2 separate regions of the Mus musculus genome follow, and region 2 is linked to region 1. The links are chromatin contacts, called in public HiChIP or PLAC-seq maps. All regions are on one chromosome and are shown on one strand. Each heading gives the region's core, a stretch centred on a gene start, on an enhancer-like site or on the middle of the called end of the contact. The rest is flanking DNA. Distances are from core to core; before and after follow the strand shown.

Region 1 (5,549 bases), core at 2,727-5,226:
CTGGGAGGCCGGGTCGTAGCCTCTGGTGTCTGTGCAAAATACAGTGTGGGATGGGCTCTCAAAAGCACACGCGCCCTCGGCGCACACCTGGGGCTGAGGGCGCCTCTCTCCGCGGACCCCGCCCTCAGCAGCGGGCCCATTGGCAGCTGGCGACACCCTGCTCGTGCCACACACGGTGGGCTGAGCTCCGACGAAAGGCTCAGCCCCCATCGCTGCTAAATACCCGATTTAGAATCTCCCTGATTCTTCCCCGAGGGCCCCACAGGCCAGGCGCCCCCTCCCCCCAATTGAACCGGTTGCCAAACAAGTTTCTGTCCTTGCCCTTCCTTCTGGGACTTTAGTCGGAACCGGCCTAGTCAAGAAGGGGGGGGGTGTCCCAGAGCCAAGGGCCCCCATCCCATCTTTTCTCCAAATCCAGTCAGGAAATAAGAGATCAGAAACTAGGTAGGAGGGAGAAAGCGAGAATATGAACGTGCATTTCTGAGTGTCCTGTGCTTGTGATAAAGGGATGACCCTTTTCTAATTGGCTTTGAACCACAGCATGTCCCCTGAATGTCACGTGCAGTGACAGGGTAGAATTCAGGCTCTTACATAGGATCCAAGTTTCATCCATGGACAGGGAGTTCAGAGGCTACATTCCATACATTGAGGGGGGACTTGATCCCGACCACACTGGAGCTCAGGAGGGAGTGATTTACACTTTAGGGCAACAAACATGGCTAAAGGGGAAGTGGTCTAACCAGAGATCAATCATATAAAGTTTCTACATTGCTGGCAAGAATGTGGGGGTTTGTGTGACTGACAGAGCCAAGATAGTTTTGGTGACCTCTGCACATGTGTGTGTGTGGCTGTGTGTGTGTTTTCTAGCCCCAGAATGTTGAAGGAAGTACATGGGAGTGTTTGTTTAGGGAATTGTTCTGACTCCCAGGCTAGGACTGTTTGAAATTTCCTTTTATTTACCTAGAGACCTCCTATTCATCCCTCTGCACCCATTACAACCCTGTCACACCCCCACTCCCGTACAAAAATCATTACTCAAGGAATTCCCCAGTATTCTTTCCCTCTTCTGATTTGGCCCTGATGTCATGAGACTGAGGTGTCTGCCTGGCTCTGGCTAAATTCCAGGCTGAGGCTTTAAGGGAGCCCCAAGCTTCCCCAGAATAAGCAGGTCACAGTCATTGAAGGAAGGTCGTGCTGACTTGAATTGTATGAGAGTGGCTGACGGTCTGCATGTGACCCCAATTCACATGCATGGTTTTCATTACAGTTCCCCCCCGACTTGACAGATACCCCTATGTGGGAGGTGTCCAAGCTGAGCCCAGGACACAATAGATGGAAGTAGAGCAGAGGGCTGAGCTCTGATCTCAGGACAGCCCCAGATATAGCAATGTCCTGAAAGGAAGTTACTCCAGGGCCTGGCTGGTTGAGTTCTCACCACCTCCCCTGGTGGCCCCTCGCTGCTGGAGTCCTACATTAAAACATACTGGGGTGCAGCTCCAGAATCCACAGGTCAAGGACGGTTGGAGACTGGTTAGCCTCGCCTTCAGAAGGCAGGAAGAAGCCACAGCCCCACCCACAGGAGAGGCAGATGCCAAGGGGTGAGGGAGGCTGCAGTGTGGGCAGAAGAGGGAGGAGGAAGCGCAAGTGGAAGGGGCTGGGGTCCAGGCTTGTCTATACCCTACCTAGACTTCCTCAGTCAGGGGCCTAGGGTGGAGCTCAGCACCTGCCAATCATGCATCGTTCTAGGTTTCTTTCCCAATGCTGAAAATTTTAAAAGGCCCTGCAGTCAGCTCACCATGTCTGGGCAAGTCTGCACTCCAGTCTGTTTCAGGCCCCAGGGCCTGTCCCCTCACCTGCCCCATCAGACATGCAAAAAATCAAGTGCACCCAGAACTCCTGGGGACCTCTCTCAGCCTGGACCGCAGACCTCTCAGGTCTCAAGGGCAGCCCTGCTGGGGGTGGGGCAAGGGCCAGGGTCGGCTTGATTCTGCCCACTCTACCCATCTACCCCAGCATCTTTCAGGACCAAAGCTGGCTCTGCGAACCCACCTCCCTCTCCTCTTTACATCTTATTGTTTTAAAAATCAAATTCGGCTGAGCTGTTGGATCCGGGTGACACAGGTGACAAGCAAGAGTCCCCTGCACCCCAGAAGGTTCCTGACCCCAGCCCCTGCCATGCAGCCCAGGGAGCCCCTCTGACTCGCCTTTCTTAGCATGTGACTGCAAAGGTAGAATCCCAGTATCGTGCTTTTGGTTTTTCGGGGTTTTGTTTTTGGTTTTTTTTTTTTTTTGGAGGGTTTTTTAGGTCTACCCCGTTAGTCCAGCATCTTTCAAGATGCCCTCAATTCTCAGTCAACACGTGACTTGGGACACATACCCGGGGAGTGTTCATGAGTGCATGGCGTTGAGATGTTTTGCACTATTTTGACTTTTTGGTCTCTGTAAAAAATATTTTATTAACATTAAAAAAAAAAACAAAAAGAAAAACAAAACAAAAAACAAACAAACAAAAAACACAGAATCCCTGAAACTGGCTGGAGTTCTTGAGCTCCTTTAGACAAAACCTCAGTAGGGGCCTAGTAGGTAAAGGTGCTTGCTGCCAAACTGGAAGCTGAATTCAACCCTGGGGATGCACATGGTGGAAGGAAGACTCCCTGAAATTGTCCTTTCACCTCCACACACTAAAACTGTTGGGGGCTAGACATATGCAAAAGACTAGGCTGTCTTTACTCAGAGTATTTCTTCTCCCAGAACAAGTATACCCTGCTCGGCCAGCAAGCATACCCATGGGCACCCCAAACCAACAGAGAAGCAGAGGCCTGTTAGAAGGGGGTGGGGCACTTGGTTGTTGGAATGCCTGCCTTGAGCACAGGAAGCCCTGGGCTGTGCCCGGCACCGTGAACTAGGCATGTGCTTCTCTGTCATCACAAGCCCTGGGAGGTAGAGGCAGAAAGATCAGAATTTAAGATCACCCCTGGTTACATAGTTGGACAGCCTAGGCTACATGAGAACCTAGAAAATAATTGCACATACTCTGTGGGGTGCCACACAATGTTAGAGAAGAGCCCTGTGAACCTGGGCCATTGAGTGACATTGTCCTAGCGGGTACAGAGGAGACCCAGAGACAAGCTGATGAGTCTCAGTGTGGTAGGAGCCATCTGGTCAGAGTGCGGACAGTTTCTTAGTCCACACCAGTCACCATACCATTTGTGCATGCTCCCATGTAGTGAGTAGCTTTTGGTACCCTGCCTAAACTCTGGGAACATTGGATGTGTGGATGAAAAACATCACAGACACACACAATTGCTCAATTTTAACCTGCCTTTTTGGCCCAACTACTGGATGCCTCCAATCTGCCTCAGCTAACGTGCACTTACCAGGACACCCAGCTCAGCACCCTAAATCTGTACTCAACTTCAGTCCCAACTCAACAGTCCCAATCCCCCACCTGCAGATGCAGCCTGGTCACTCTGCCTGAGATCTCACATGGCTGGTTGGCTTTTCTCCCTCTGAAGCACGGTGAAAACTCTTTTCCCCCTCCTTTCAACTGCTAGGTTACCTGCGGGGACCCAGAAGTCTCGCCTATTCCTTCCACCAAGCAATTGGCCCATGGCATCTTTACTGATAGATCAAGAACCGATTTGGGAACAGGACCTTAGCACCAGAACCATCCCTACACTCCCAGGCCAGAGCCCTGTGATCCTGGGCCCTGGTAAACCTGATCCAGAAAACCCTAGCATCTGGGTATAAGAGGCTCTGTCTGATTTCTAGCTATCAGCTCCACACAGCTGAGAGTCATCCCTACTCAGGGCTCACGACATCATGCCCTTGGCCATGTCTCCAGGGCATTTTGATTGATGATTGACATCAAGAATCTACATTGTGGACCATTCCTAGGCAGGTGGCCCTGGACTGAGCAGAAGCCAGAGCTAGCCAGTTAGCAGCTTCCTCATAATTCTGGCCTTGAGTTTGCCTTCAAGCTGCTTTTGGCCTGCTTCATCAGACAGGAACTGAAACTAGCAACCCAGTTTCTCTGTCCAGGGGAGACAGTGACTGCTGTCACCTCCTGAAGGGCTCCTTCCCTGAACAAGTTGTAGAGTCTGTTTCTATAGGAAAACAGGCTGTAATGGCCACCATGAGACCTTGCACAATCTATCCACCAGACTCTCCCACAGCTCCTTTGTGAGGTAGGGGCATAGGATTCCCAAAATATCCACACCCACACTCCCTTCAGTGCCTGGTGGTCTGAACAACACATGCCTACAAGCCCTACTGTCTCCCCAAATCTTGACCGGCGGGGACAGGGACGTGGGGCACCAAACCCAAAGACTTCAGTGAAAACCAATAAGAATTTAATACAAACATGAGCAAGTTACCAAGACCTGAGCAGGCAAGCAGTCATCCCAAGAAGATGGTACCCACTGTCCAGTTGACAGTCAATTTGGTTTTGAAGGGACAGCAACACCCTGGCCTGCTGGTAAACACACTGCTCAGGCCAAGAGGAGCACCCCAATACAGGTGGGCACCTCAAGGCCCCAAACATATGAGCAGCCAAGGGACACCTGAGATACAAGGGCAGAGAGAAGCTCTGGAAGTAAGGGGTGGGCAAGGGAGCCCCAGCCCAGGGACACGGGGGGTGGGGGACTTGCAAGGTCATGAGTATCCTTGAACCTAGCAGTCAACCAAGGGAAGGAGAGCAATGCTCCCTTCTAGACAAGGGAAGCCCAGTGTCCTCCGGCAGACAGGTTGGAGGGTGGCTATTTCTCAACCAACTGGGAGTCAAAGGCCTGATACTCTAGGTGCTCAATAAATGCTTGTTACATTCTGTTTAGACTCTGTCATTGTGCTCAGCGTGTAGCCTAGCACACAGGGTCAATAAGACTGTTTCCACCGTAAGCATATCATGCCCACTACAAGGATAAGCACCACTGGGACATCCATCTCCAGCACCTACTGAGTGACACATAGTAGACACTTAACTCATCAGTGCTTCCTAAGACCTGGCACATAGCAGCTGCTTGGTATATTTTGCTTGATTTTTTTTTCTTATTTCAGTATTCCCAGAGCTAAGAATGGTACCTAATATACAGTAAGCCCTCAATAAATACTCAAACGGATTTTAAAAATGAGTATGTATCCCTAATACCTGACTCAGTCTGAACAATAAAAGACTGATGATCAGTTCATCACTGATAAGGGGGAATCATGCCTCTTTCATTGCTCTAACAAGAGAACTTCCTTCATGGTGGACCCAACTGACTGTGCTTGTTCCTGACCAATCTCTTGGTGGTCAGCCCTATTTCTGGCATACAGTAAGTACTCCATAAATGCTGCCTGTGTGTAAGTGGCTGCTAAACAGGAAGACATGGAGACCTCTGTGCTTGTAGAGCTCTCTGTTGTCTGCCTGAGTGGCCCTATAGTCCCAGGCAAGCACATGAAGTTTAGGTGTGTAGCAGTGGCTTTGGCTGTTTGCCAGTTGCCTCAAAGCTCATCACGGGCAGTGCTGTCCAGTGGAGACTGGAGCACATCTGAGTTCTTGGCCTCACGGC
Region 2 (5,859 bases), core at 1,021-3,520, 540 kb before region 1:
TGGGCTAGCCTGGTCTTACTGGCAAGTTCCAAGCCAGTGAGAATCACTCAAGGAATAATGTTGGAGGGTGACCTGACCTCTGGTTTCCACAGTCATGTACACACATGCACACACAAATACACACAACAACATTTTAAAAACATATAAAACAAACTGTGTGCACTTGGTAAGGTAAGACAGAAGGATTTTGAGTCCCAGGCCAGCTTTGGCTATATTGTGAATTCTAGGCCAGCCTGGGCTATATCTTGGGACTGTTTTAATAAGATGAGACAATAACAACAGAAGCCGATCACTCAGGCCTTACTACTACTACTTGTTTCTACTTCAACAATAAAAAGTCAGTACCATGGCACCCCTGTAGTAGGCTGTCGTGATTGTTCGAAACCGCTCCTGGCCGGCCGTGTCCCTAGAAGCAAAGATGAATGGTATTAGTGACACCCTTGGCCTGCTGGATTTCTCCCTTGAGTCCCTCCTGCTCAACAAAGAGTCACCTCTGTTCCTGTGATTACACAGAAGGGCATATGGAATGATAGACCAAAGCCCTTCCGAGCCCCCTGGTCGAATGTCCCAGTGGCCTGTGCCCCCTCTACCCTTCCACGTATTAGCTCCAAGGTATGTCCTGGGGTCCCTGCAGCCAATGCTGAGGGTAGGCCGTAGTCTTGACTGTCAGAAAGAGCAGGGTGAGCTCAGGGGCTGCTGCTCCAAAGTGCATTCTGTCATTACCTGCATGAAGGAGGTTGTGTCCAGGGAGGGGGCATCTGAGTTAATGCCACCTGCATATATGGGGTGTGTGGTTTACAAACAGGTGTTTTACTGAGCTACATACTCATCTGTCATCCTGGCACTAGAAAGGCCTAAGCAGGAGGACTGTAAGTTCCAGGCCAGCCTGGGATTCACAGCAGGACACTGTCAGAGAGTAAGAAAGGGACAGGGTGTACCTGGTGGTAGTGTTTGCCTAGTACATACAAGGTCATAGTTCCATCCCTAGGTCTGGAAGAAAGTGACTTACTGAGCCCCTGGCTCTTCCTGAAGGCCCTGGCTGTCTGGATTCCACAGAAAGGCCCAGTGCTGACTCCGAGCTCTACATCTTGCCTGCAATGTTTTCTGTTATTTTTATTGTTCGTGAGTGCCAAAGCACAGGCTGGAGACTTGCAGAAGTCGGTCTTCTCCTTCTAGGTCTAGGTCTTGGGATTGAACTCAGGGTCAACAGGCTTTGCAGAAAGCACCTTTACTTGCTAAGCTATCTTGCTGGCCCACTGACTTTGAATCTTATTTTACTATGGCACAGGGGATGGAACTCAAGTGTTCTATGTATGCTAAGGCAAGTGCTCTGCCACTGAGTCCTGTTCCTAGCTCCAAATCTCTCATCTTAATGTTAATGTTAATTCTCAGATGACTTGCTGGTGGAACTTGCAGAGAACATACATGGTGAAGAATGTTAATCGCTGCCCAGGCCAGCCTTCTAGTGACTCTTCTCTTGGCTGAGAATGCTGAGCGGTGAGGTGGAAAGGGAGGAGCTGGGGCAGGAGGCTTGGCTGGCTAGGACTGTCACTTTGGACTTGGGCACAAAGGCTGCAGCATGGCCACTGTGTTGGAAGTGGAGGACTTCTATGGGTTGTAACTTACCATGTGGCCAGGACTGATGACTAGCTAGAGATAAGGGGACCCAGGAGGCTCCCCTAGAGATACTGACAAGCCAGGTGATGGCTCATGCTGAGACTAAAGAGACCTGAGCATGCCATGGGGGAGGGGCACCTAGGCTCTTTGTTCCCTCCCAGGGGGGCCTGGCTGGCTGAGTGTTTGATTACACTCTTCTGTTTGGTTCTGACACAAGTTTTCACTAGGTAGGCCACGTTGGCCTAGAACTTGCTGTGACCCTCCTATCTCTGCCTCATGAGGGTTGGGATGACAAATGTATACCACTGCTCTTTAATGTGACTTGGGTCTGTTTGCTCAAGGCTGGCTGAATTCAGCCTTCCAGGATGTTGGATTACTTCGCAGCCCACATCAGTGATGGGGTCCTAGATGCTCACAGTTTCCTAATTGACCCTGGCTGCCAAGGTTACCCCCAGGGCTGAGGACTATGAGTACTTCTGGCTGCTGGGTCTGGCCTTAGCTTTAAGGTTGTTTGTGGGTTTCAGGTCCACACACCAGGAAGTGAGGCCTCAGTTCTCTTCAGTGGAGAAAACAGGAAGTGGTGTGAGGCCTTGAAAATTTGGGGTGAGGCCATGGGCTCAGAAGGAAACCCCCAGCTGGGTGTGGTGGTGCACATTCGTCATCCCAGAACCTGGGAAGCTGAGACTAAAGACTACAGTCCCAGGTTACCTTGGGTTACCTAGCATGGTGAGACACTGTCACAAAAAAAAAAAAAAAGAGGAAATTCATAGCCCAGGATTCTTATGCTACCACCTCTGCCTGCTTGCTCTCCAAGCTCCTTGGGAGGGCCATGGCTTATGGCATATCTGCTGGGTACTGGGCCTCTGGGATCCTATCCATTCTCGCTTATGAAAGTTTCCAGAATTTTCTCTTTTAGTGTTATCTTTGCTACCTCCTGGCATGGAGTGTTCTCTCCAGGTTCAACATAATTCTCATGCAGCCCGGGACACTGAGCTCACTGATAGGGTAGCTCTTCTCTTACAAGTTATGTCTCTAACACAAATGTTAGGCTCCAGAGGCCAGCAGAGGATGGCTACCTGAGCTGGATATGAAACTGTGGAATCTTCTGAGGGACAGAACTATGTTTTCAGGGCTGGGTACTATGGAATTTTGCTCAATTGGTAGAGTCCTTGCCTAGCATGCATGGGGCTCTGGTTTCATAATATCATTGCAAAACCAGGTATTGTCACCTGTCATTCCAGCACTTAGGAACAGGCAGGAGGGTCAGAAATTTGAAGTCATCTTTGCAGCAGGATGTGGTAGCAGTATACCTTGAACCCCAGTACTCAAGTGGCAGAGGCAAGCAGATCTCAGTGAGTTGAGGCCTGCTTGTTCTACATACTAAGTTCTAGGCCAGCCAGGACTACACAGACAGACGTTTTCAAAAAACGAAAAGGAAAAGGACAGTGTGCATATGTGGAAGGGCACCAACAGCTCTGCTCCCAGTGTAGAGTCCAGCGAAGGGCCACGATTCAGGGCCCAAACAAGGCACTAGCACTCACCATATCTGCAGTTTAATCCTCTTGCCATCGAGCTCTATGGTCCTAATTTTAAAGTCAATTCCTGAAAGAAAAGGAAGAATAAAAGGTGTTATCAAAGCCAGGCCACTTCCTGGGCTACCAGTCTGGGCTACCAGGGCTGTGGCTTCTGGAAGAATCTTTCCCTGCTAGAAGCACAGCCTAAGGCTGTGGCGACAACAGTAGCTGAAGGGAAGCTGGGAATGGGAGATGCGCTCCACCTTTCTGCTGCTCCTGTCCCAGTCTCACAGTGGGCATCCTAAAGCCTTCTACAGGCTGGGGCCTGCCACCCCATAGTGTATTGTGTTGCCAATGGGCCATATCCTCTCTCCACAATCACTGCACAGCTTCAGCTACTTATATTTTTGAGAACAGAATCTCATGTAGGCAAAGGTAACCATGAACTCCTGATCCTCCTGCCTCTACTTTCTGGGTGTTGGTGTGCCTGGTATGATTCATCACACTGCCTTCTCCCAGAGGCTCTGGTTGGAACCCCAGGCTTGCTGTGGATGGTATGCAAGTGCTTTACCTCTAAGCTACATCTTAAGCCCAAGGCTTATAGAGGAGATGGAGAAGGAACAGTGGGTGCCAAAGAGCTTCCAAATCACCCTCAGGAGAGGGGACTATAGAGGGAAAGGTGGCACCACCAGGAAGGGGTCTTAAGTGACTCTCGAGCAGGGCTCTGACACGTAGAAAGAAAACCTGTGTATACCAAGTGTTCTGACACCCATCTATAATTCCAGCACTTAGGAAGTGGAGGCAGAAAGGTTAACAGGTCAGGGTAAGCTACATAGTGAATGTGAGGCCACTTATGTATAATATCAGGTCTCAAAATCAACAAAAACCATAACCAACCCTAACGGTAACTATGCCCCAAACTTGGCCTCAGCTCCAGAGCTTCCAGTGGGCTACCAAGAGCCAGAAAGACCAGCTAATGGGCCATCTATATGGTGGGATATGGCTTAGTCATGGAACTGAATGAAAGACACCCATCTGATATATTGTAGAGAGGCTCAAAAACACAACGCTGAGCGAGAGAAGCCAAGCAGGAAAGGCCACATATGGAGTGACTAGGCTGACATGAAGTGTCCAGAGCAGGCAAATCCAGAGACAAGGACTATGCCTGAGGCTGCCAGGCTGGGGCATGGGGAAGATCAAGGGCTGAGGGGCATAAAGGATGCTGGTATTTCTTTTTAGCACAAGGAGACATTCTGAAAATTTTTATGGTGATGGATGTGCAAGTCAAAGCACCCCAAAAGGCACTGAGCTTGTGTGCTTTAAATGCGTGGATCAATCAGATGTCAGATATGGTAAAGCTTTAAAAAAAAAAATTAAGGGCTGGCAAGATAAAGGGTCTTGCTGCCAAGCCTAGTGGCTGGGTTTGATTTCTGGGGCCAACATGCCACTGGCCCACAAAGGCTCATGTATTTAAATGCTTGGTCGCCAAGAAATGAATGTCTTTGAAAAAAATAGGAAGGATTAGGAGGTGTGGCCTTGTTGGGAGGGGGTACATTATTGGGGGTGGGCTTTGAGGTTTCAAAAGCCTATGCTAGGCCCAGCCTCTCTCTCCCTTGGGTTGTGGATAAGGGTGGAACTCTTAGCTCCTGCTTTATTTAGCACCATGCTCCTTGCCAGGATAACAGACTACATTTCTAAAACTGTAAGCAAGCCCCAATTAAATACTTTCTCTTATAAGAGTTGCCTTGGTCATGGTGTCTTTTCACAGCAATAGAACAGTGCTTAAGCAGCCCTCTGTGCAGCCATGTTGGTCCCCTGGCAGTTCCCCACATATCCCAAGTACCCTAGGTCTTCTCTCTTCTGTGATGGGTTTTACTTCCAGTCACCTGGTGCCCCTCTCCTGCTCAAGTTGTTGTTCAAAATGGCTTTGTGGGGCCTTCATCCACCATTACCATTCCAACACTTAGCACACCACACACACACACATCCCATGATAGGCAAGAGATGGCTCAGGACCCTACTCCTACACCCAAATCTGCTGATGCTCAAATCCCTCTTATACTATGACAGGTTATTTACATAGGAATTCTGAACATATTCCATAGATTTCTTTTTTAATATACATTTTTGGAAGGTGGGGGGTGCACTTCAGGAGGCATCTCTCTCTCTCTCTCTCTCCCATGTGGGTCCTCAGGTTGTCAGCCTTGCCTGAAAGTGCTTATATCTGCTGAGCCATCTCATAGGCCTGCATTATTTTTAGACAGGATTTCATTGTTTCATGAACTTTCCTGGAGAGATGAACAGGTATCTGTCTATTCAAATTCTAACAACAGAGCAAAGGAATAAATCCATCCAAGCTCTGATGAGTGAACCATGCAGACTTAGTCACAGGAGCATGGGAGAAGGGGATCACTGAATAACAACCCCCCCCCCCCAATACGGATAGAGTCCACTCTTACTTAGCCTTACACACTATGTACTCTAGAACTCACTGTGACCTTGTGCTTGGGGATAGAACTACAGTGTGCTGGGAGGGAGGTGTAGGAGGGAGCAGCAGACAGAGTAGGCAAAGGTCTGCTGAACCTCTCCATCCCACCTTCAGGGAGGGTCAATAGTGGAGTTATCTCAGCTGCTCTAGGGAAGATGGTAGCCAGGTGTGAATTTGAGACCAGTCAGGGAAACAGAGGGGTGGAGGGTGGAGGAAAAGAGAGAGAAAATCGAGGGAGGG

What was found. HiChIP or PLAC-seq counts read pairs in DNA pulled down with a chosen protein or histone mark.
Region 2: an H3K27ac HiChIP or PLAC-seq map of microglia shows a contact between it and region 1, with 6 times the contacts expected there. The contact joins two enhancer-like sites. A contact is called at or near these places in 2 of 39 promoter capture datasets (the C10 cell line and pre-B cells), 1 of 484 Hi-C or Micro-C datasets (embryonic stem cells) and 7 of 115 datasets of contacts at active chromatin or transcription factors (the 230-238 cell line, bone marrow-derived dendritic cells, embryonic midbrain and 4 more).

Annotation. Positions count from the first base shown.
Region 1 is chr8:71,623,693-71,629,241 of GRCm38.p6, reverse strand. It overlaps Colgalt1 (collagen beta(1-O)galactosyltransferase 1), which reads right to left. Exons shown (of 12, transcript NM_146211.3): 12 at 4,331-5,549. The coding sequence ends at 5,482. Unc13a (unc-13 homolog A) reads left to right here. Exons shown (of 44, transcript NM_001029873.2): 44 at 1-2,530. Among named protein-coding and RNA genes, the nearest start is that of Gm39195, 3.1 kb to the left of the region's middle. Within about 2 kb of position 3,976, at least 22 of the 459 cell types and tissues checked have an H3K27ac peak or open chromatin away from gene starts, as enhancers often do. A contact at or near this core is called in bone marrow-derived dendritic cells and microglia, where this site is marked.
Region 2 is chr8:72,165,787-72,171,645 of GRCm38.p6, reverse strand. It overlaps Rab8a (RAB8A, member RAS oncogene family), which reads right to left. Exons shown (of 8, transcript NM_023126.2): 2 at 3,159-3,219; 3 at 346-406. Among named protein-coding and RNA genes, the nearest start is that of Rab8a, 7.5 kb to the right of the region's middle. Within about 2 kb of position 2,270, at least 147 of the 459 cell types and tissues checked have an H3K27ac peak or open chromatin away from gene starts, as enhancers often do. A contact at or near this core is called in bone marrow-derived dendritic cells and microglia, where this site is marked.